5 separate regions of the Mus musculus genome follow, and all the other regions are linked to region 4. The links are chromatin contacts, called in public ChIA-PET, Hi-C, HiCAR-type and HiChIP or PLAC-seq maps. All regions are on one chromosome and are shown on one strand. Each heading gives the region's core, a stretch centred on a gene start, on an enhancer-like site or on the middle of the called end of the contact. The rest is flanking DNA. Distances are from core to core; before and after follow the strand shown. Region 1 holds the start of Stk10 (serine/threonine kinase 10). Region 2 holds the start of Erlec1 (endoplasmic reticulum lectin 1). Region 3 holds the start of Fbxw11 (F-box and WD-40 domain protein 11). Region 4 holds the start of Cpeb4 (cytoplasmic polyadenylation element binding protein 4). Region 5 holds the start of Chac2 (ChaC, cation transport regulator 2).

The links. A called contact is a pair of places that touch in the nucleus more often than the background predicts. ChIA-PET counts read pairs in DNA pulled down with a chosen protein or histone mark. HiCAR-type assays count read pairs that join an accessible place to other places. HiChIP or PLAC-seq counts read pairs in DNA pulled down with a chosen protein or histone mark.
Region 1: a contact with region 4 is called in an RNA polymerase II ChIA-PET map of memory CD8 T cells, with 30 read pairs. The contact joins the promoter of Stk10 here to the promoter of Cpeb4 in region 4. A contact is called at or near these places in 2 of 484 Hi-C or Micro-C datasets (CD4 T cells and embryonic stem cells) and 1 of 115 datasets of contacts at active chromatin or transcription factors (memory CD8 T cells).
Region 2: a FOXA1 HiChIP or PLAC-seq map of pancreatic cancer cells shows a contact between it and region 4. The contact joins the promoter of Erlec1 here to the promoter of Cpeb4 in region 4. A contact is called at or near these places in 5 of 39 promoter capture datasets (cranial neural crest, embryonic stem cells, hippocampal neurons and 2 more), 1 of 484 Hi-C or Micro-C datasets (LSK cells), 3 of 115 datasets of contacts at active chromatin or transcription factors (astrocytes, extraembryonic endoderm stem cells and pancreatic cancer cells) and 1 of 9 other capture datasets (adipose tissue).
Region 3: a contact with region 4 is called in a Hi-C map of CD4 T cells, with 7 times the contacts expected there. The contact joins the promoter of Fbxw11 here to the promoter of Cpeb4 in region 4. A contact is called at or near these places in 5 of 39 promoter capture datasets (HPC-7-derived erythroid cells, fetal liver, hematopoietic stem and progenitor cells and 2 more) and 1 of 484 Hi-C or Micro-C datasets (CD4 T cells).
Region 5: a HiCAR-type map of astrocytes shows a contact between it and region 4, with 3 times the contacts expected there. The contact joins the promoter of Chac2 here to the promoter of Cpeb4 in region 4. A contact is called at or near these places in 2 of 39 promoter capture datasets (cranial neural crest and erythroid cells) and 2 of 115 datasets of contacts at active chromatin or transcription factors (astrocytes and memory CD8 T cells).

What each region holds. Positions count from the first base shown.
Region 1 is chr11:32,531,868-32,536,734 of GRCm38.p6, forward strand. Stk10 (serine/threonine kinase 10) reads left to right here and starts at 1,399. Exons shown (of 19, transcript NM_009288.2): 1 at 1,399-1,692. The coding sequence starts at 1,537. It also overlaps a transcript of Efcab9 not described here.
Region 2 is chr11:30,952,812-30,957,495 of GRCm38.p6, forward strand. It overlaps Erlec1 (endoplasmic reticulum lectin 1), which reads right to left and starts at 1,320. Exons shown (of 14, transcript NM_025745.3): 1 at 1,103-1,320. The coding sequence starts at 1,264. Asb3 (ankyrin repeat and SOCS box-containing 3) reads left to right here and starts at 1,587. Exons shown (of 10, transcript NM_023906.3): 1 at 1,587-1,758.
Region 3 is chr11:32,639,513-32,644,353 of GRCm38.p6, forward strand. Fbxw11 (F-box and WD-40 domain protein 11) reads left to right here and starts at 3,043. Exons shown (of 13, transcript NM_001271347.1): 1 at 3,043-3,423. The coding sequence starts at 3,379.
Region 4 is chr11:31,869,372-31,874,037 of GRCm38.p6, forward strand. Cpeb4 (cytoplasmic polyadenylation element binding protein 4) reads left to right here and starts at 1,569. Exons shown (of 10, transcript NM_026252.4): 1 at 1,569-4,041. The coding sequence starts at 2,917.
Region 5 is chr11:30,982,551-30,987,780 of GRCm38.p6, forward strand. It overlaps Chac2 (ChaC, cation transport regulator 2), which reads right to left and starts at 3,815. Exons shown (of 3, transcript NM_026527.3): 1 at 3,562-3,815. The coding sequence starts at 3,696. All of the region lies in intron 1 of Asb3 (ankyrin repeat and SOCS box-containing 3), which reads left to right.

The sequences.
Region 1 (4,867 bases), core at 149-2,648, 660 kb after region 4:
TTTTCACCACCAGAGTGAGATTCCTCATGGCTCTTTCCAGTCAGTCCCCGTGTCTGGGAGCAACTCCACAGCGTTGCCTTTTCTGGACCGGTCATAAAAATGCAGTCATACCTCGTGCGATCTTTGGGTCTGGCTTCTTTCATGTAGCAGGACATTTTTAACGGACCTTTCCATTTTTATCCTTACTTTGTTTTCTTTTGGAACTCCTGGAAATGGTTAGCGCATTCTGACCCTCTGTCCACCCGGTATAGCTGCACAGACTTCAGCAGGTCCCGCTCAACCGAGTGACAGATGTACACTTTGGCTGGTCCACAGGCTGACTCAACAAGAACAGTTTTGCATGACATTTTCTTCTTTTAATTATAAATTTTCCCCGCACTCATTTTGTGGTGGGAACAATTGGAACTGGAGCAACTTTTATTCCGGACGTCCTTAGCACACACAACCCTCTCCGCGCCTAGTATTCACTCTCCAGCCGGCTTTTCGAATGGGGGAACAGCATTTGGCGCGAGACTCTAGGGATATTTTCGAAGAGTCCGGACGAAGGGGACCAACAATTAAAACGCTTTCTCGAGTTAAGAGTGCCCGAGTGTGAGACACTCTTGTTCAGGATGGGAGGGTCTCCAGCATAGATTCTGCAGCTGCCCAGCCCCCAGCACAATCACTAGAACCCACGTTCTGATACCAAGCAAAGACGCTGTGCAAGATGCGGGACGCCCGCAGCCAAGGTAGAGAGGGATGAGGACCAGGATATAGGAGCACCATCCCAGAGATGACTCCGCTTTTATCTCTAATGGGGCTTTTTAATTCGCAAAATAACTAGAAAGTTTTACTTAATAAGGAATATATTTGCTAACCTACCATGAAGCCTAAAGGTCCTAAAGGGACTCTCGTTTCATGTCCAGCGTCCCGGCCGTTTGTGGCTGGCGGAGGCGGGGAAAGTCCGGATGGGCGTAAGCGCGGGGCTCTGCTTTCTGCGGGGCTCAGAGGCAGCACGAGACCTGCCTAGGAAGTGTGGCGAAAGCCACCTGGGACCGCGTGAACTTTGAGGCAAAGAGCACCGAGGACTGGGGTGAGTCCCGGGGCGAGGGGTGCGGGCATCTCGCGCGGGAAGCTGGCGAACCAAGCCTCAGCGGGAGAGTTCTGTGCGCTGATGCACCCACTCGGCACCGACGGCGGTTGAAAGACACCAGCTGAACCCCGGAGGTTTGGGGTTCCGGGAGGCGCAGCGGGCCCAGGGGCCGGCCACCCGGCGGACTACAGTCTCCAGAGTGCCCCGCGGCGCGGGCGGAGCCGCGAGCTCCCGCAGCCAATTGAGGGGTCTCGGGGCGCCGCAGAGCAGGTGGAGCCGGCGGGGACAGGCGCGCGCGCGGGTGCCGGGCGTCCTGCAGGCGGGTCTAGGAGGGGGCGGGGCGGGGCGGGCGGGCCGCGGTTCCTGCAGCTCCCTGTGGCCGCTGGCGCACTCGGCGGGTGCTGCGCTGCGAGGAGGGCGGCTCTCCGAAGCCGCGGGTCCTGTCGTCGCGCTCCTCATCCAGCATGGCTTTCGCCAATTTCCGCCGCATCTTGCGGTTATCCACCTTCGAGAAGAGAAAGTCCCGTGAATATGAGCACGTCCGCCGGGACCTGGACCCCAACGATGTATGGGAGATCGTGGGCGAGCTGGGAGACGGCGCCTTCGGCAAAGTCTACAAGGTGAGAGTTCCGATTGCTGAGCCTACCAGGTCCTGCGAGCCCCTGACCCCCACTCCCACCCCCCGCACAGCTGCTTCTGAGCACTTCCTGTGTGCCCTGTACAGGGCACAAAGGGACGTTTGTAGGATCGAGGCATCCCAGGGGGCTACCGGAGGCATCCCCAGGATCACGGTGATAGGGACACATCTTTTAAAGAGGGACTATACCGATGTTGTGGGAATATTCAGGCTCTGGGCTGTGCCTGCAAGGGTTGGGAGTTGAGGACACTTCTGAAGATGAGCCTACGATCGGTACTGGGGAGGTCAGAAGGGCCCTGGAGTAAGTGAGGACAGGCTTGGGATTAGAAGGCTCAACGGAAAGCGAGGACAGGGTCCTGTGAATGCAGCTGCAGGGCACAGATTTGGCTTCTAGTCGCCTGAGTCACCAGAGGCTCCCTGTCTGCAGTTACCTCTCCCCTGGAGGAAGACAGGCTGAGGAGGAGTGGGTGGGGCATAGATGATTCCATATAGACACGTGTGCAGACGGACAGCTCCTGGGGTTTGGTCCTCTGAGCCAATTCTGAGTGCCTGGGTTGTTGTTCAAAGTACCTAACTCATCTTGACTCCACCCTTTCTCATTTCCTCCTCCTCAACACCCTCCCCCTCCCCCGGCTTCCCCAACCAGGCTGCTCAGGCTGGTCTCCCAGATCTACTTGCCTCAGTCTCTGGAGTAGCTTGGACTGTAGGTTTGGCCACTACAGCATAGCATCCCCTACTTTTATTGGGAGACTCCCATAGTTCAGCTGTCTTAGCTGCCCTCCAAAGCCATATGTCATTGTCCTTGGGGCTTTGGTAGTTAGAGGCCTCACTGACCCTTTCAGGATGCTGGACCCCAGAAAGGGCTTTTCCAGTTCCCCAAGTCGGGCCATGCTCCCTTTGACTTGAAATTGATATGCTAGCGTTGGTCTGCTTCTCGCCCCAGAAGTGTGCTCCCTAGGAAAGATGCTATAGCATCCTTGGGAAGCTTGTAAGGAACTAAGACTCTCAGCTGGGCGTGGTGGTGCACACCTTCAATTCCTGCAGAGGCAGGCAGATCTGAGTCTGAGGCTAGCCTAATCTACAGAGTGAGTCCAGGACAGCCAGGGCCACACAGAAAAAAACCCTGACTCAGGGTGACACAAACAGAAAACCAAAGCAAACAGAAAGAAGCTTAAGACTCGGGCCCCACTCAGCACTCAGATTATAGTGCTCCAGCAGCTTGGAGCAGTAGCAGTTTGGAGGCCAGTCAGACCCTTGGAGACCTCCTCTCTGAGTTGTACTTCCTGTGGGAGGGCTGAGGAACCCCCACTAGGGCAAAGTTCCCCAGTGGGAGAGTCAAGCAGAGGTCACCTGGCCTTCCAACTGAATGGAACACTTTGGCTGAGGGGTTTCTCCATATTTGAGGGCTACCGGGCCAGTCTACCCTTTCATCGGTCCTCCAGGCCTTGCTCCTCTGCTGCATTCTAGTGATGTCAGGAAATGGTCCCCAGCCTCTCTCTCAGTCAGCTCTCTCTGATGCTGCCTGCTCCTGCAGAGGTGCCTTGACCGCCGTGAGAGCCCCCAGCCTGACTCACCGTCTCTAATGTTCAGCCATTTTTCCGTCCGTGCATGCTCTTGGCTCTCCATAATTTTTTTTTTCTCTCTTAGGGACTTTGAGTCACCTTCTTGTGTACCTACTATGTGATGCTCTCAATTGTCACTTCAGATCCTTCTCCATTGTTTACAAGTTTCCTGTAAAGCCTCCTGCTAGACTGCAGGACCTCATCTGTCTCTAGTTTGCCCTCCGTCCCCAAATGCCCTGTTCTGGATTTCTGTGGTTCATTTTTTATTTAAACTTTAGTGCAGAACTTTGCTTTCTAAAAGGCAAGACTCTCCATTGTCTTTTCTGCTTGCTGGGTAAAACTCTGCTCTCCGGTCACCCACTATTTTGTTGGTTCCTGGACAGTCTGTCAGGGTTGGTGATGGGTTGCACGGACAAAGATGGCCCCCTGCGGGCTGGAGAGATGGCTCAGCGGTTAAGAGCACTGACTGCTCTTCCAGCGTCCTGAGTTCAAATCCCAGCAACCACATGGTGGCTCACAACCATCTGTAATGAGATCTGACTCCCTCTTCTGGAGTGACTGAAGACAGTTACAGTGTACTTACATATAAAAAGCAAAAACAAAAACAAAAAACCCAGCTGGCCCCCTGAGACTATAAAGGAGCAGAGACACCTCTGTTGACGCAGTGCTGTGCCTTGCATGCAGCTCATTCTTTGGGTGTTTGTGGTGATGCTCGCATTGTGTGTATAGAAATGTGACGTGTGGTGGCTTGGGATGTCTGAGGAGGATGACAGGTGACTCTCACTGTTAGGTAACTACTAGGAGGTGCTCTCTAGTGTTATTTTAGAACACATTTGAACATTTTAAAGTTTCCCACAGAGCATCCTACTAGGCTGGCCGCAGCTCATCTGTCTTTAGTTTGCCCTCTCTTGACTAAGTATCTTTTCATTTTGTGTTTAAGGGTTTTGTTTTGCTTGTTTTGCTTTGTTTTTGTTGAGACAGGATTTTCTGTGTGGTCTTGGCCGCCCTGGAACTCACTCTGTAGAGGGGGCTGGCCTTGAACTCAGATATCTGCCTACCTTTTCCGAGTGCTGGGATTAAAGGCGTGTGCTGCCACCACCTGACAAGTTTTGTTTTTGTTTTTTGGTATTTTTGTGCCCATAAGTGTGCAGGTGCCCACGCACACTTGTGTGAAGGGTAGAGGTTGACATTGGGTTTCTTCGTTAATCACTCTCCACAGCATTTTTTGAGACAGGGTCTCTACTGAGCCTGGAGCGCACAGATTGAGCTAACTACCTGGTCTGAGAGCCCCAAGGATCTTCCTGGCTCTACCTCCTGGACTTTGGGATTACAGGCTTTGTACTGCCATGGCTGGTACTGGGATCTGGACTCAGGCTTTTTCTTGTGAGGCAAGCTCTTATCAATGGAGTCATCTTCCCAGCTATTCATTATGTGGTATGTTTGTTCAACATGGCTCTGGAAAGAATAGGTTGATACCATACATATGTGATCTATGCCTAAACACACTGTGGAGCCCAGGCTGTCTGTGATTATGTAAGCACAAGCTGAATCTCTCCAGCCCGCAGAATCCCGGATGATGATGCATTTGTCAGGTGT
Region 2 (4,684 bases), core at 70-2,569, 920 kb before region 4:
TCAGATGTAGGCAAAATAGTGTAAACATCTTTAAATGATAAGGAGGAAATTAAAAACTGTATACTGTTGTCCTATCTAACAGAAAAGATAAAGTTTGGGCTGTAAAAGAAAACTAGTAAGGCAATAGATTGAAGTTTAAATGCTAATTAATACATACATTGAGGCTATACATTGTGGCACACACCTTTAAGCCCCGCCCTCAGGAGGCCGTGGCAGGCGGATCTGTTTAAGTTCTAGTTTGCACTTGTTTACTTTTTTGGCGGTGCTGGCAATGGAATCCAGATCTAGGTGTGTGGTAAATTTGTCTGTAGTAGTTACACATGGATAGACATTTCAGCACTACAATCATTCAAAACTGAATTTCCATTCTTGTTAGATTATACACCAAAATCTCGTATTCTAGGACTGGAGAGATGCCACAGAAATTAAAAACACATTATTACTCTTCTCGGAGGGGTGAGTACAGTTCCCAGTTCTCACATTGGGAGCCTCACAGCCACTGGCTCTTTCATTCTTGCCTTTTTACACAATACACATTAATTAACGATCATAAAATCCTTTTTAATCTCATGTTCTAGAGTCCTAAATAATAGTGGTAATACATTCAAGCCTCTAGTCTATTCTGCATGGCCAGTAGTATTCCGCATATAAGCTCACTAATATCTTCCAAACCAAATAGCCCTCTCAAATGCCTTAAGGGAAAAGATTCTCAGAAGCTGTATACGTCGTTTTTAAGTGTGTGTTGGAGAGAAAGAATGAATAGAGATGGGACTCCTGTCTGTTGGACGGTTGTGCGGGTAGGGTGATGTGCTAGTTAATTCTAAAACTTCCTCCACAGAGTGGGGCTGTAGAGAAGCCAGATCTAACGTAATGAGATTTAAAGGAGGGAGATGAAGTGACCGCTGATCTCCTAGTTAGTATGGAGGGCATATCCACTTAGTGTGCTAAACGAATTAATGAATGAACGAACACACTTAGGCTTGGGGTCGATAAATGCTTGGGAAAAAAAGGTTCTGGAAGAAAAAGCTAAGGAATCGAGGGCTGGCCCGAATGCTTCGTGCCAGAAAGAGGGGAGAAGGCTGCGGCTCGTGAGGGCACTGACCAGAGAGAACTCGGTACCAGGCCAGTTGACTCGGAAGGGGATGTCGTCGCTGAGCTGGGGCAGCGCTCGGCCGCCGCCGGACGCCTCCAGGAGACCGTACAGAACCAGCAACAGTGGCCCTCCGGGGACCAGGCTCCGCAAGCCGCCGTCTCCTTCCTCCATTGCCGCGTCCTCCAGCCACCGTCACAACCTCCTCTACCAGAGGAGAACAGGAGGAGGGGAGGAGGAGGGGGAGGAAGGGGGGGAGGAGGAGGGGGAGGAGGAGGGGGAGGAGGAGGAGGAGGAGGAGGAGGAGGAGGAGGAGGAGGAGGAGGAGGAGGAGGAGGAGGAGGAGGAGGAGGAGGAGGAGGAAGAAGAGGAGGTACTACAAAGCGTCCTTAGTGCAGGGGACCCAACCGCCGCCGCCACGTCTCCTTGCAGACGGCTGGGCAAAGCCGCCTCCGCCTTACAAGGGCTTGGGGCCACCGCTTCCGGGGCAGGCAGCACATCAACATCCGGGGTTGTTGAGTCGGTGGCCTACGGAAGCCCGCGCTTGGGTCGCGTTGCATTGCGTTGCTGCTGTAGCATCCTAGCGGTTGGACTCAAACGCAGAGGCCCGGGACTGACGCCGGTTGAACGGGTCTGGAGACGGCGCTTGGACGAAGCGGCCCGGCCAGGTGAGTCCTGGCCCGCGCGCTCAGTCCAGCCGCTAGGGACTCTCGGGATTTGGGGGTGAGTGGGCGGCGGCCCGCTCTCAGAAAGCAAGTAGAGAACCGAGCTGTGCAGAGTCGAAGTAGAACTTACAGTTCCGACTGAGCTGCCTACCCTCCAGTCTTTTGCTATTTGCACTCTCCATCTTCTCTCCAGAAGCTTCTCTTAGTTTCTTTTGATGGCGACTGTTGTCACGTCTGTCTCAGATGCTGTGTGTTTGGGGACACCCCCAGTGACACCTGCCACGTCCTTCGACTTTGGCATAGATTTGTTGGGTGGCTAGGCGCGTACAGTCCTGCATTTTTACTTCAGGAGAAGTTTTCCCTCCCTTGACTCAAGTGTTGGACTGTTGTTATTTTACTTAAGTCCAGAAAGTTTATGTCAAGGCCAGAGCCAGGTGAATGTGAAGTTATGAATCAAGTTACAGCAGACTGAATATAGACAGAAAGTTTTGGTTTTTGTCCCCTTCTTGAAAAAAGAAAATAATGTCCACATTTTTTTTCATCTCCTGTGTAATAATTTTACAGTGTTTGCCATAGAACATTTGGTAAGGACTGCCCATGTTGTGGTGTTAAAATCCACTGGGAGAAGAGACTTAGACTCAATTCAAATTTAGACTAAATGAACTTATTCTTACTGTTGGCAGAAGGAAGGGAGCCATAGAGCAAATACAGCCCACCATGCAAAAGGTGAATTAAGGTGGGGCTTTAAGGAGGACATCTGAATTACATGGATTACTGATATCCATGGAGTCTACATCTGATCAGGAAAATTGTCTCACTTCTCTCAGTTGTTTCTTACTTTCTCATTATACAGTAATAAAAAAAAAAAAACCATTTTATCCCTTCCCCAAAGCGATAGTAAGTTTTACAAAAGGCAAGCAGCCTTTAATGCTTTATAGCCCCATTGTCTGATTCTTATCTATCCATTAGGATCTCCCAGGCATTCCAGAGCAAAAGACTCATTGGCCAGTTAAGGGAAGCCTGGCTCCACGTTAAGTTTCGTCAGTCATCACAGAGGACTTCTACTCTAATGACTGAGATAGAGCAGTTCATTTTTCAGTGGGTAAAAACATAGTGCCACTAGATTAAGGCTGGCTGTCATATCCCCACACTCAAATTTGAACCAAATCAAAAAGCAGGAAGAGCAGTCCGTTTTTCAGCTTTGTAAGTTTTCTTTAAGGTAAAGACTCACACTATTAAAACAATATTGTTCTAGAACTGATGTTTTGTTCATTGCATTAGCTCATCATAATGTTTAATGTGTGTCAGGCATTGGGATTGGTAAGCTAGAGAGTAAATGGGCTCCTGTCATTTGTATCTCATTTTCTATCATTGAGATACTACAAATGAATAATTATGAACTAGGGGCTAGAGAAATGGTCCAGTTACTAAGAGTACTGGCTGCTCTTCTAGAGGACTGGTGGTCCCAGCACTCACAAGGAGGCAGGCTCCAACCATCTGTAACTGCATTTTGAGATCTGACACATGCATAGATATGCACAACACAAAACACATCATCATCATAGTCTCATAAAAATTTCTAACTAGATAGAATAATACCTAACATTTATTATTTAGTTTCTGCTAATCATAATATGACTATAAATACTTCTGCTGCGGCCACCTTGGGCACAAACTCGGCAGACAGTCCCACGGTCCCCTGAGGACTCTCCATTCTCCAGGTGCCCTAGCACGCCCAGGATCTTAGGATCACTGGTCAGTAGAACACAACATCTGTTCCAACACCACCAGGAGTGCCTGGGCCCAGCAGGAGCAGGGACATAGGAACCTTGCCCGACCAGTGGCTCAGGTTCCTTCTAGTCGGCACTGGTCTACCTTGGTTTCGATCTCAGTGGACAGCTCCATGCCCCCCACAGGAGGTACCACTTCCAGGGGCTCTAACACGTCCAGAATCTTAGGATCCTGGGATCCCAAAGAGCTTGGTCACGTGAAGATCTTGGTCACGTGAAGATCTCAGGGTCTCAGAGGAAGCTTGACTGCCAAGAACTCTGACACACCCAGAATCTCAGAATCACAGAGAAACCTGGAGTCTTAGGATTTCTGACTGAGACAGGATTACAGAGAGGACAGGCAACAATCAGATATATGGAGGGCAGGGAGCACAGGAGATAATCAGATCGTGTGAGGCAAGCATAAGAACAGAAACAACAAACCAAGGTTACTTAGCATCATCAGAACCCATCATAGCAAGTCATGTATATACCATCACACCAGAAAAGCAAGAAATGGATCTAAAGTCACTTCTCATGATGATGATGGAGGACTTTAAGAAGGACATAAATAACTCCCTTAAAGAAATATAGGAGAACACAGGTAAACAAGTAGAAGCCCTCAAAGAGGAAACACAAAAATCCCTTAAAGAATTACAGGAACACACATGCATACAGGTGAAGGAACTGAACAAAACCATCCAGGATATAAAATGGAACTAGAAACAATAAAGAAATTACAAAGGTAGACAAATCTGGAGATAGAAATCCTAGGAAAGAAATCAGGAGCCATAGATGCAAGCATCAACAACAGAGTACAAGAAATGGAAGAGAGAATCTCAGGTGCAGAAGATTCCATAGAAAACATGGACACAGCAATCAAAGAAAATGCAAAATGCAAAGAGATCTTAACTCAAAAAATCCAGGAAATCCAGGACACAATGAAAAGATCAAACCTAAGGATAATAGGTATAGATGAGAATTAAGATTTTCAAATTAAAGGGCCAGTAAATATCTTCAACAAAATTATAGAGGAAAACTTCCCTAACATAAAGAAAAAGATGCTCATGAACATACAAGAAGTCTACAGAACTCCAAATAGTTTGTACCAGAAAAGAAATCCCTCCTGACACATAATAATCAAAACACTAAATGTACTC
Region 3 (4,841 bases), core at 1,793-4,292, 770 kb after region 4:
CCAGTTTCCTTTTTCTTTCTTTCCCCCCTTAGACAGAGTTTCTCTGTGTAGCCTCGGCTATCTTGAAACTCACTTGAATTCACAGAGCTTGGCCTACTTCTGTCTCCTACGTGCTAGGATTAAAGGGTGCACTGACACTGCCCAGCTTTAGTTTCTTTACACGTCATCTATTCTCACATATTCAATACAGCAGCAAAAAAAAAATGGACTGAGTTCAAGGAGTAATGGGAATGGTGGAAGCTTACTTATATAGAGACACTTTCTGAAAGGAAGGTAGAGGATGCTGAGCCACTGAGTACTGTCATCATATAGATCTAAAAGTCAGAGAAATTAAAATTAAAATGTAAAGTTAAGATTTGTTTGTTTGTTTTTTTCGAGACAGGGTTTCTCTGTGTATCTCTGGCTGTCCTGGAACTCCCTCTGTAGACCAGGCTGGCCTCAAACTCAGAAATCTGCCTGCCTCTGCCTCAAAAGTGCTGGGAGTAAAGGCGTGCGATACCACTACCCGGCCTTAAGGTTTATTTTTTAACTCTGTGTGTGTTGAGGTATGTGCACAGGTGTGCCTGCGGAGACTACCAGAGAGCATCAGTTCTTCCAGAACTGGAGTTCCAGGCAGCTGTGAGCTTCCTAGTGTGGGTACTGGGAATTGAACTCAGGTCTCCAGGAGCACTCTTAGCCATTGAGTCCATCTCTTTAGTCCTCCAAAAGTGTGAAACTTCTAACTGATTAATTTTGGCAGTGCTATGGGTTGAACCCAGGACCTTCAGGTTATGGATATGCCAGAGGGTTTTTTTTTTGTGTGTGTGTGTGTTGTTTGTTTTGTTTTGTTTTTTGGTGACACGGTTTCTCTCTGGTTAACTGCCCTGGCTGTCCTAGAACTCCTTTTGCAGATCAGGTTGGCCTTCAATTCACAGAGCTCCACTTGCCTCTGCCTCCTGAGTGCAAGGATTAAAGGCGTGTACTACCACACTCAACATGTGAAGATTTTTAAAACAAGGAATGTGGTAGTCTAGGCTAGACAAACACATGGGAGGTTCATACTCATCCTGTGGCCCCTACATGCTATAGTGTATGAAAGGTCCTGGCATTTTCAAGGTCTTGGCTGCATTGGTGAAGCCTAATAGACTAGTCTTTCAGTATCCATAGAACTTCCCACACTCGATATGGGCTTGGACTTGCTTTGACTGATGCGGCAGTCAGACCTTGATAAGCATCTGCTGATGGCTCTTGCCCTTTTTTGAGCCACCCTCCAGAAGCTTGGGAGGCCCCATGTGTAACCTCAGCTGATATATATATCACATTGGTCCAGATGAGCTTGCTTAATTTACGTAATTGTATAAGATAATAAGCCATTGTTATTCTAAGCCACCACGCCTTGGAATGGATGGTTATGTCACAATAGGTAACTGAAACAAAGGTCATTTAACCTAACCTCCTCATTACACTTCTGACTGTCCCAAGTCCAGAAAGGGAAGAGAGTTTGGGGAAAACCAGACAGCAAGGTATTGGCAGTAACTCCAATTCTGGGCTTTTCCCAGTTGCTTTTCTTTCAATCTCTTGGTGAAAGCCACTAGATAAAGATTCAAAGTCTATCTGCAGGGGATTTACACTGTGATGTGGATGTATACAGATTACTGTAATGCCTTGCTCCCTGGGAATCGTTAGAGTACTAAGTCATCCTCTTTACAGGGGCAAAGAATTGAAACAAACTTGAGAAGCAGGCAAGCAGGCACTGCTACTGTGAAGTGGGCTGGGTACAATGAGCCAGGCCCTTGAGACACTTTATAACAGCTCTGACTGCCAGGTCTCCTGTAAACATAAACAACTTAACAGTCCGTCAACATTAGACAAGGCCATTCTGTGGCCTTAGCTTATGGATCAAGACAAAAACAAGACCACCCCATAATCATTTGTGAACACAGATAAAACATGGACATTGTCCAAGTCCCTGAAACACAGCTACAAGACTAAACACTTGAATCTGGCTAACAGGAGAGGCTGTCAACAATTACTGGATTAGTTTTAATCTAATATAACTTCCCATAGATAAGGCTGAGGTGCCCAGTCTTATACCCCCACTTCCCGGCAGTATCTGCTCCAAAGCCCCTTCAAATCCTTTTCTACATTACCTAAGGTCTCTTACTGAGACGTCCCTGCTTCATCATGGTGTATGTTCATTTCTACTTCAGCTAGGAAAAAACCCACCTTGTTCAACTATCAGCGTGTTCCTGGGGGCTTTTGGTTCGAGGGTATTGACAGACTTGGAAGTCACAAGGAGTTAGAGGTTCTCTGAAGTCTCTAGATGCGTTTCTTCATATCATTTCTAACTCTTAGTCAATGTCTGCTGTCTTCCCACTAGAATTAAGCTGAATAAGAACAGAGGTCTCTCCGGTCATTCCCAGTGCTTAGGGCAGTACTAGTAGAAACTGAATGCTTAAAAATAAGTGTCTTCGGCCGGGCGGTGGTGGCGCACGCCTTTGAGGAGGTGGAGGCAGGCAGATTTCTGAGTTCGAGGACAGCCTGGTCTACAAAGTGAGTTCCAGGACAGCCAGGTATACAGAGAAACCCTGTCTCGGAAAAAAAAAAAAGTGTCTTCAAAATGTATAGCTTCTTTCTCATGGCTCAGCTCCTCCCAGTCAGTGTGGCAGATCTCCACACACCGCTTTCCCAGCTCAGTCTCCAAACTCTTAGATGCCCATCTTCCTTTAATTGTGTCTTCGACCTCGCGGGCCCCCTCCCACACTTCCTAGTGCAACCTGGGACCCACCTGTCTCCACCATCTGTCCCTACCAAATGCAACACACACGGAACGGCAGCGCTGCAGCCTAGACGACTAGTGGGCACCGCAGACACCCACTGCGCATGTGCGGAGATCGCTCGCTCGCACTGCAAAGATCTCCGACAAGTGAGGAGTTGCCTCGGAGTTTCCGTCCAGGTCCGTGCGGCTACGGGCTGCCAGGAAGTCAGGAACGACCAACCGGAAGAAGACCTCGCGCGCGAGGATTTCTGGGACAAGTAGTCGCGGCGCTCGCGAGGCCCTATCGCGAGCAAGCCCTAGATACTCCAGCTCTGCACGTCCGGCACTCACAGCCCTGCGCTCCCCTAGGTGCTCTCTCCGGTGGCAGAAGCCGGCAGATTGGACCAAGCGGCTTCTTGCTCCCACAAAGCTGCGCGAGCCGCCGCGGCTGCCGGGAGTTGTAGTCTTCGCTGTGCGTCCTGCGTCGGCCGAGGGTGAGGGCGGAGCTGCGGGCGGCCCGGGCGGGCTGGCAGCTAGAGTGGGTGCGAGAGCTGCCTCCACCGCCGCCGCCGCCACCGCCTCCTCCGCCCGGGCCGATCGCTGCTGAGCGGAGAGAGCGAGGCGGGGCCGCCGGGGCCGCCATGGAGCCCGACTCGGTGATTGAAGACAAGACCATCGAGCTCATGGTGAGTGCGGCCCACTGGCCTTCAGTTCTTCCGGCCGGCCGGCGGCCGGGGGGCCTGCCCACCCCGGCGTCCGCGCCAGGCCAGCCCTCGTTCCCCGCCGCCTGGGCCCGGCCGCCCCCCTGCTATGGCTCGTTGCTGACGCTTCGCGCTCTTGGGCCGGCACGGCCTCCACTCCCCGCGGCTCCCCCAACCCCCTCCTTGCCGGGCTCCGGCCAGTCTCCGGCGCCCCAGCCTCGCTCCTGCCGGAGCCACTGCTCACTCTTGCCTTGCCATCACACTCTGTTTTTAGAAGGGGATTTCTTTTTCCCTTCCCTGGATTCCTCTGGCCGGGCCTGCATCGCGCCTCCCAGCCTCGCTCAAGCTGAGGGTGATGGTGGTGGAAGGGAGTCCGAGACCAGTTGGAGCCGCTTCGGCCTCCATAACCTAGGCGCGGGGGGTGGGGTGGGGTGGGGTGGGGTGGGTGGTAGGGGTGGGTCTCAGCACCCTCGCCCCAAGCTACCGCTGTATGGATGCCAGGATAGCCCCATTGGACTGGGATGTTGGGGGTGCCTACGAGTCTGAGGCTGTTCCGGATAAGGGGCCTATTTTCCGGGCCCCTGCGGTGTCAGGCTTCTTGGACAAAGGGTTTCCTACCCTGCCGTGAAGGATGTTTGTATAGCAAGGCCCTAGGTACTCTTGAATTCCATCCCCCAGGAAAGGGAAACCATAACTTTTATCATTTGGGAAATGAGAGGGGAGGGAGAAGAGGTCGCGCTCATCACTGCCACCCTCTCTTATTTTAATAATAAAAAATGGGAGGGGGGTTTCTTGGCCCACGGATAAGCAGCGATCCCTGTACTGTTAGGAACCATTGGTAGCCAGCCTGGTCAGGTCTCCCCGGACACCCCTAACCCGTTTCTGACCTCAGACTTGGTGCTAGAAAGGTTTTTGGAAACAGGACTCTGAGTCTGGGAAAGTGAAGGATTTGCTCATTGGCGGAAGAAATAAAGTATGGCTGACTGGTATTACCTGCCAGTTTGAACGTGAGGGAAATCAAACTGGGCCCAGGAGAGTTGGGGAGGAAATCAGCCTCTGCAAATGAACATACAAAGGGCTTCTTCCTGTGAAAACCTTGATAGTTTTCTTTGTATCTCTACTGATATAGTAACAACTAGTATCTGCTCCACAGTATTAAGAAAAGGTGAAAGATCTGCTGAACTTAGCAAGATGTTTTCCTCGTCAGAGTTTCTCCAGTGTGAATCGCTTATTGAGTCAGTGATTCCACTGGGTAGGGTTGGTGACATCAGAGCCACTTCCCCCATTTAATGCTATAAATAATAAATGGTGATACTGAAAGTCTGTTGGATAGCCTCATGGTTTCTGTGGATGATGTTATCCAGGGAGCTGAGGTACACGTTTTAAAATGGAAGTATAGTAGC
Region 4 (4,666 bases), core at 319-2,818:
TTATTCAACACATATCTAAAACTTATGCTGAGGACAATATATTACTTCAGGCCCCAGCAGAGTAAACGATAGTAGGCCTATACAAAGGCAAAGACAGGGAGGCCTTGAGTAGACAGCAAATAACCAACATGTGAGCTCCAAACCAAATGGCATAAGAAACTAAATGATGAATTCAGATTTGAATATCAGACCTTTCAGAAAAGATTTCATTCTTGCTGCTTTTCTCTATGTATGTCTCCATTCAAGATTCCTCTCTGGTGCTTCCAATCTTCAATGTCAAATCTTTCGAGCAGTGGCTCTCAACCTTCCTAATGCTGCGACCCTTTCATACAGTTACTCGTGCTGTGGTGACCCCTCCCCACCATAAAATTACTTTTGTTGCTACTTCATAACTGTAATTTTGCTACTGTTATGAATTGTAATGTGAACATCTGTGTTTTCTGAGGGTCTTAGGCAATCCCTGTGAAAGGGTCATTGGACACCTCCCTGAAGGCATCACAACCCAGTTGTTGAGAACTACTGTTTTAAGCACTGATTTAGAGACATAAGCCACCAATGTAATATAATGCCATATAAAAGCATGAGCGGTATCGAGGGTCATGTATGCCTGTAAAAAGAGATTCCGAAGGCAGAGTAGGTAGGTTGGAGACTTACTCCTAAAACGAAATGAGAGTTTGCCAAGAGGAGACGACAAAGGCGTGGAAAAAGGCACAGAGAATACTGCCCACAGGACAATACGGAGTTTGGTCTTTATTCTCCAGGTAACGGACTGCCATTTTTAAAAAGGTATGAGCACAACAGGACCGTGACTGGAATTTCGTTTTTAGAAAAATCCCTCCGTTCTGCTTGGAAGGTGGAGTAGAAAGCTAATAGTTGGTGGCTCAGCCATGGACGCCTACAGCATCTGCATCTCAAAGGGAGGATGGGAGAGTAGGTGGTTCGGGTGGAGGAATGGAGACTGAAGGGAATCCCTCCGGAGACGTGCGTTCAGGATAAGGACTATGCAGTTCTAGGCACAGCACAGATGCCGGGAAAACCCGCCTCTCCTTCCATCCCTCGGGGGCGGAGCTCGGGCCAGAGCACGTGATGCCCGGGGCACCCACCTTTACTCAGGGCAGGCCTCTCGTTTATTCTAGGTTTCATGGGTTGCCACTTCGACCCCCAACACTTTAGCTCAGTGTTTCAGTGTGCAAGATGTCCATTCTCTTCCGAGCGTCTCTCTACGGACTTCCTAAGAAGCCTGCTTTGGGAACATAAATCGCAAAGGAATCTTTGCCCATAAAAAAGATGGCGGTGCACCGCTTGCACTGGGTGCGCAGACCCGAGGCCGACGCCGGCCCCGCTGGGCGAGGCGCAGGCGGAAGAGGCGGCTCTGAGATGACCAGAGACCTTCCTGGGTGGAGCTCTGAGGCTGGGAGGCGTGGCCTAGTCGGGATTGTGGTGTCGGATTGGTCTTCCGGCTGCTAGGCGTGGCCTCCGCAGCACCCCGCCCCTCCCTCATCGAACCGGAAGTGTCTCTCGGTCTTTCCAGCTGGTTGTCATTTCACTCGGCTCGGTCCTGAGGAGAAGGACTCAGCCGCGGCTGCGGGACCTGGGCACCGGAGGCAGTGGCGGCGGCGGCGGCGGCGGCAGCGGCGACAGCAGAGGAAGACGAGGAGGAAGAAGGAAGAAAAAGAAGAGCCAGACGGAGTCCGCAACGACGACAGCTGGGACTGCGGGACCGGGGAAAAGCGGCGGCGGCGGCGGCCCAGCAACCGTGAGGAGAAACAAAAGCCTTCTAAATTATAGTTTCCAATCAGTCTAGGGGAAAAGAGAGCGCGAGCCGAGGGGGGAGGCTTTTCTCCTGTAGAGTAACTACGGTAGCGGGGTTTTCCTTTTTGTCCATCCCCCTTCCCCCTCCCCCCGGCGGAGAATCGAACTGAGAGAACTGAACAAACCGCCCCTGGGTCCCATGAGGGAAAAAAATCCCGGAGCCGCAGAGAGGGGAAGAGGCAGAAACCGCAGGACCTTCCAGGTCGCCCCCTTGCTCCCCGCACCCCCGGGCCGCCAGCTTGCCCTTGTCCAGTCTCGCTAATCCCTCCTGATCGCGACACCCCCCAGAGGGAGAAACGGGTGTTTCCAACCCCTTTCATGGGGGAAAGGAGGCCGAGGGGAGCCCAAGAACAGCAAACGCAGCAAGATCTGCACCCGGAGCCCAAGGAACAGCCCCAGAGGCCCACACTGCACCCTACAAAAGAACAGAAACAGGACCAGGAACAGCAGAAATCTCCCTGCAATCATCTTTCCTTTAGTCAAGGCTGATTTCCTCTTTGGCAACCAGAAATTCACCTCCCGCCCCAGATAACCTAATATAATCTATCTATATATAAATATATAATATATAATGTTCTTAAATTATTCCTGATTTTTTTAACCAAGCTGCCAAGAAAAGAACGTATTCACCCCTTAATCCTATTCTAATTTTTATGTGAATCTAAACTGCTGAGGAAGACCATATGTGATTGTTAAATTTTATATATATATATTTTTACTCCGCACAATGCTTATTCTTCTATATCCATAGATGCTTGAGAAGCTGTGTTTTTGTCATTCATGAACATTTTCCTTTGGAAAAAGAAAGCGCCTATTTTACTAACCAAAGACTTGATTTTTACCTTTTTCCTTTTTTATTCCTTCCTTGAAATAAGCCCAATTGGATTCATATCAATATTTTAAGAGGTTTTTTTTTTTAGGTTCTTTTCCATTCAGAGAGACCAGAATTCCAAATCAGAGATACGTAGGGTGATAAGCTGTGATCTTTGAGTTAGCTATAAATAAGATACTTCAAGCAAACATATTTGAGATACAGGGGAGGAAAGACGTGAGACATTAGGTTGTCTTTTTTTTATTGTGAGATTCTGATCCTAAAAATAATAAATGGGGGATTACGGGTTTGGAGTGCTAGTGCAAAGCAATACTGGGAATAAATCTGCTTTTCCAGTCCGATTCCATCCACATCTGCAGCCTCCACACCATCACCAAAATGCCACCCCCAACCCTGCTGCTTTTATAAATAATAACACAGCTGCCAATGGCAGCAGTGCTGGGTCAGCCTGGCTCTTTCCTGCCCCGGCTACTCATAACATTCAGGATGAGATCTTGGGGTCAGAAAAAGCAAAAAGTCAACAGCAAGAACAACAAGACCCTTTAGAAAAGCAACAGCTCTCCCCGAGTCCAGGTCAGGAAGCTGGAATACTGCCTGAAACTGAAAAGGCAAAAGCTGAAGAAAATCCAGGGGACAGTTCTTCAGAAAACAGCAACGGAAAAGAAAAACTACGCATTGAATCACCAGTGTTGACAGGGTTTGATTACCAAGAAGCCACCGGTCTCGGGACTTCCACCCAACCCTTGACATCCAGTGCATCGTCCCTTACTGGTTTCAGTAACTGGTCAGCAGCGATAGCACCTTCTTCCTCCACTATAATCAATGAAGATGCAAGTTTCTTTCACCAGGGAGGGGTCCCTGGCGCTTCAGCTAATAATGGTGCTCTCTTGTTTCAAAATTTTCCCCATCATGTCAGCCCTGGCTTTGGTGGTAGCTTCTCCCCTCAGATCGGGCCTCTCTCCCAGCACCATCCTCATCACCCCCATTTCCAGCACCATCACAGCCAGCATCAGCAGCAGAGGAGGTCTCCTGCCAGTCCCCACCCCCCACCTTTCACACATAGAAGTGCTGCTTTTAACCAGCTGCCTCATTTGGCGAATAATCTTAACAAACCTCCTTCTCCATGGAGCAGCTACCAGAGTCCTTCTCCAACCCCCTCTTCTTCCTGGAGCCCAGGAGGTGGCGGCTACGGTGGCTGGGGAGCATCTCAAGGCCGGGATCACCGCAGAGGGCTGAACGGTGGAATAACACCCCTGAACTCAATCTCACCTTTGAAGAAAAATTTCGCAAGCAATCATATTCAGCTCCAGAAGTATGCTCGCCCTAGCTCAGCCTTTGCTCCAAAATCCTGGATGGAAGATAGCTTGAACAGGGCTGACAACATTTTTCCTTTTCCGGTAAGATGTTGTTCCATTAATATATTAAGATGAATAAGGAAGTAGTGTGGTGGAGTGTCTGTGGAATGAGAGAATCAGACTTGTCTGTGCTTACATTAGAGATCTTAGGAAATGAATCAGTTACCAGCCTTTATTTTAGCAAACGGGTGTAATTGGAAGAAAATAGTTAACTGTTTCTTGGGCCTTAATTTTTCCATTTATAATTACAGATACTGAGTAGTTAGTGATGTCCTAATTAATTATACCTTTCTTGCTTAACGAGAATTTTCCTCACTTGAGGAAGAATGGTAAAACAGTAATATGTAGCAGAAATGTATGAATTTTATTATGGAAACTAATGAATGTTTTCTGTCTAGGAAAATGACCTTTTTTTGACATTGTAAGGTAGGGAGTCACTGAAAGCAACGAGTTCCAGATTTCCTCCTGGTTATATTTAGATGTGGACCTTGCAGTCTGAGCAGTCTGAACTGATCAATTCAGCAATTCCTTTTAGACTTCTCTGCAAATTCTGACCTTTCTTGTGTCAGTAAGGACTACTAGTTAGGGAGAAATAGTACAGATGATTTCTTTGTCATGCTTAAAATGTATGTATGTATGTATGTGTGTATGTATGTATGTATGTATG
Region 5 (5,230 bases), core at 2,565-5,064, 880 kb before region 4:
TTTAGAACTTCTGATGTACCACCTCTACCTCCTGAGTATAGCAGTGAGGTTTTTTTCACACCCCAGTTTGTGTGGTAGTAGGGTTAACATTAGGTGAGCTACATGTTGTCACTTTCTTTTCCTTCCTCATTTTTGAGATAAAACAGTGTCTTTCTGTGTAGCCAAGGCTGGCCACAAAGTGGCAATCCTCTTGCTTCAGCCTCCTCTATTCAATGATTACAAGTGTGCATCAGCATCTGTGGCTAAGAAGAGGTCTTCAAAATGAATAGGATTGGGAGTTGTTTTATTAATAAGTTATGATTGGTGTTTTTTTGTTTTTTTTTTTGTTTTGTTTTGTTTTTTTTTTTTTTTTTTTTTTGGTTTTTGGTTTTTGGTTTTTGGTTTTTGGTTTTTGGTTTTCCGAGACAGGGTTTCTCTGTGAAGCCTTGGCTGTCCTGAAACTCACTTTGTAGACCAGGCTGGTCTCAAACTCAGAAATCCGCCTGCCTCTGCCTCCCAAGTGTTGGGATTAAAGACATGCGCCACCATGCCCGGCGATGATTGGTGTTTTTATTGGATGACGGGGAATGCTTTTAATCTAGGAAAGTTAAGGATTTAGTAAATATTTCTGATTTTTCAAATTAAAATGATTCTTTTGCCAAGTGTGTGTGACGACATACACTTTATTCTAGAGTACGTGGGAGGTGCAGAAAGGAGAATCAGGAATTCATGGTCATGTTTGCTATATAGCAAGTTTCAAAACAGCTTGGGCTATACAAGACCCTATAGCAAACAAAACAAAATAAAACAAGCTTCCTTTTTTGCAGTTATAATTTTGGAGAAAATTCTCTTAAGTCAAATCTTCCCTTTGTTGAAAACCAGTCATTTTTGTGATACAGATGTATTTAAGTAAATGTAGAAGCTAGGTATGGTGGCACAGGCCTTTAGTCCCTGCGTTCTGGGAGGCAGAGAAAGTTGGATCTCTGAGTTTGAGGTCAGCTTGATCTTCAATGTGACTTCCATGCCAGCCAGAAGTACATAGTGAGACTGTCTCTAAAAATAAACAGAAACCTAGGAAGAAATTAAAGTTTAATGAAGAAATTCAAGCAAACAATTCTCTCTACTACACTATATGAAACAAGCCTTACATCTGTATAGCTGCCATTCTTATAACTAACTTACTGGGTACATACTTTTGTAAAAATACAGTTTATATCCTAAGAATTATCTGAGTCATTCCAAGTTGCTGAATAGTTCTGGAATATTCTTTTTTATTTTTGTCTAGATAGTTACATTTAGACAAATGTGAAGTCAAGTTAGGTTGTTTTGTCTAGTTCTTTAACAGAATACTGTATTTGAAATATATTTAGTGCTGGGCAGTGGTGGCACATGACTTTAATTCCAGCACTTGGGAGGCAGAGGCAGGCAGATTTCTGAGTTCGAGGCCAGCCTGGTCTACAGAGTGAGTTCCAGGACAGCCAGGGCTACACAGAGAAATCCTGCCTTGAAAAACCAAGGGGAAAAAAAAGGAATATATTTAGTGCTAAAAAGTTCTGTTAATGTTCTATGTTTTCCTCGTTGTTATTTTGAAATGAAAGGTGTAAAACTATTAGCCAACGCCCTTTAAGTCTTAGTGAGCTGAAGCACAAAGAAACATTGGCTTTGATAGATCTCTTACTACTTTTTTTTTTTTTAACATTTATTTACTTTCTATGTACACACCTGTGCCATGGCTTGTGTGTTGAGGTCAGAGGGTACCTTGTAGGAGTCAGTCTTGTCCTTTACTTGATGAGCTACATCTCTGGCCTTATTAAAAATGTAATTTTAAAAAGTTATCTTTTCCTTTTAAAGAACCATTGACCCCATCTTCCCAAAGACAGGGTCTTAACTATGTAGCTCTGGCCTCAATTCAGAGATTCACATGCATCTGCCTCCCAAGTGCTGGCATTAAAGATGTGTACGGTTATGCTGGGGTCTCTGATCCTACTTTTTAAAACTGATATACACAAACAGCACCACCACAAAACAAAACCATCACAACAACAAAATCTGAAAACAAACCATGGACTTTTAAAGAAATATTGTATTGATTAGACAATTTTTTTTTTTACCAGCAGTCTGCGTGACAGTACACATATCTTAATGTGCTATGTAAGAAAGATACCCTTTGATTGAGCCTATGTTGTAAAATATGCAGTCATAACCACATACCTGCCTGCTTAATGTTTGGTTATTAAAATGAAAAGCTAGTTTAAGGTATATATATATATATATACATACATACATACATATACATACATACATATATATACCTAAAAGGCATTTTATTTATTTTAATTCTTTAATATTTTAAATATTGTTTTATAGTAGTCTTGGTAATTCTTTGGTTATGGTGTTTCTGTTGATGTAAATAAACATTGGCCTCTGTTTGGGTTCCACCAGGCCAGGAAAGTCTACCTTAATTCTAAATTGACAAACTGTAGTTAGAATGGTTCTACCTCAGATGCTCTTCCTGATTTAAAGCCTGTATCTTTTGAGCAGGTACACACTGTGATCTTTCCCTTTCCTAAAATCTCTTCTGATACTTGGTTTCCAGTATTTCAGAATATTATGCTTTAGAGTATTTTTTAAAAATGGTGCTGGGAATTGAACTCGGGCAGGGCCTTGCATGCACTAGGTAAGAACTCTACTACTAAGCTATATTCCCAGACTTGTTTCTGAGCTTGAGGTCCAGGCCAGTATTGAACTTGTGATATTCTTTTGGATTACAATTTTGTACCAGCAGACTAGGCTAATTTTAAGAGTATGTTGGAGAACACAGGAACATTCAAAACCAAAGGTTAGATATTAACCAAACAAGTTACTAGTTCATACTTGTTTAACTTTTTTTTTCCACAGATTTTTTTTTTTTTTTTTTTTTTTTTTTTGTAGCCAAGGCAAATAGTGAGCTGCTTCTAACACTCTGAACCCCTGGAGAGCTGAATGCTTTATATGACCGAACTGAAAAACAGATCCAATGATTTGTATTTACATTAATAATTCAAGAGAACTATGGAGAAGGAACATTCAAATAATGGAGATTTTCAATTCATTACTCAGAACGAACTGCAAACCTCACATAACTTTGCTTATACCTCTCAATCAAAAAATCACCATGGGCATAAAAATTGGAATGACTGGAAACTAGTTCTTTCATGATCTTAGGCATTTTAAAACTAAAACATTGGAAACATAAATTGGAAATTTACAGGCACATATAAATTCAGACCAGTAAAAACCTGGCATAATATAGACATATCAACGAATTTACACACTGACCATGTGGTGACATGAAAATTCAACTTTATTATTTTGTGGGGTGGCAGAGGTTGCCAAGATAAGGGTGCTGTCCTGGCCACTTCAGCCTTGGGCGAGCTCCCTGTGCCCGTGCTTTCTGCTTTAGAAACTAATTACTGGCTTCTGAAGCGGCCTAAGGATATCCACTTCTTGAGAGAGGCAAGGGCAGGTGGCCAATGAAGTTGAGAGCTTTATCCTGTTCCAGTGCTCTGCTGGGTAGGTGGGCATGAGGCGCTGGCTCCTTACCTTGCCTGGGACCCCGCGGTGGTCCGTGCTACCTTGCCAGAAGCGCCGACTGTAGTTTGTGATGTAACCAACCAGCTTGTCCTGGTAGGGGAAGTCCACCTTCCAGATGAGGGACCCATAACCAAACACCCACATCTTTCTGGACCCTGACCGGCACTCGGACTTCAGAACGAGACTGCTACCGAGGGGAGTAACCGGCTGCTGGGGCAGTGCCAGGCGCTCTGGCTTCGCCTGATGTGCGGCGCAAAGCACACTGGGTTTTCAGAGCTTCTATGGTGCGGGAGGGGTGGGGGTAGGGAATGGGAGGCAGGGGACTACATTACCCACAATTCTTTAGAGTTTTACGACTCTCGAGTTGGAGCAGCACCCCTCCCACCTTTTTTTCTAGTGAGAATTGAAAGAGGAGAAAAGGCAGGACTCCTGTCTTATAGGGCACCACAATTAGCACGTAGTCATTTTGTTGTGCTTTGAAAATTGGCTAGCTGCCCACATCAAACAGCAGCCAGAGTGGCAGATCCCGGAAGTATAATATCTGTATGACCAAGTCCTGTGTCCTTTGCTTTTAAATAGAAGCAAAACAGTAGTTTTATGTGTGTGAAAAAGCAACTGGATTCTAATGGAAGTTGCTTATCAGATTGGGGGGAGGGGGGGAAGAACGGGACTGTTTAAGCATGATGAAGGAGAGAGGTTTTTATACAGTAAGAGACATCTGGAACAGTTCACAGTGGGCAGGACCAAACTGAGCTGTGCCATGTGAGAAGAGGGAGGGAAAGAAAGATGAGAGAGAGGGACTAGGTGCAGCAGCCTGGAGGCTCAAAAGGGATTTGGTTGGATTATATAGGAAAGGGCTGCTGCTAGAAGGTCAGCCCAGCCCTAGGGATGGAAAAGTTTAGAGTAGGGGTTGGGGTATGCCAGCAGGAGGGTCCTGAAATAGATCAGGACCGAAGGATGCAGGAAGAACTTGGCAGTCAGTGCCTATTATGATGTTAAGTAGGCACCTCAGCCATTTTTCTCACTTTTGAAACCTACCACTTATTTAAACTTCAAAGAACAGTTTGTTCAGTCTTAATCTCGGAGGCTCAGAGACGAGCAGGTGCACTCTCCCATTACATTACTTCACCAGTGGCTTTTACAGTGCTGCTTATAGAATCCTTTTCTTTTCTCAGGTGAATGGCTGCTGTTTTGTTTAATAAGAAACTTTGAGGATAATGAATATTCTTTACTGAACACTTAATTTGGATGGTTGAGGAGAATTCTTATATTTAGTTTAAAATGTATTGTTTTTCCTGGATTTCCTTCTTAACTCTTAAGTATTTTCATTGCCTCCCCATCAGACAGTTCTATTCTTGCAGAACTATGGCAGGACACCTTAAATTTTAGATAAAAACACTAGTGGGAAAATATGTAGAACCACTGTTGACTATTGGGAAACATATTTTCTTAGTCTTCCTTTGGGTTGTGTTCTTTGTATTCTTAAGATTATAATATTTTATGTATTTGAATTTCTCAAAAATTGAAAATTAAGTGATATATATACACTCCCTCCCCCCAAAAAGAACAGAGCTTTGTTTTTTGTCTTTGATTGGCACCCCACTGAAAAGCAAGCTGATGTCCTAAATGTTGCTATAGTGATATAAATAGTAAGGAAGCAAAAAAAAAATTCCTCCTA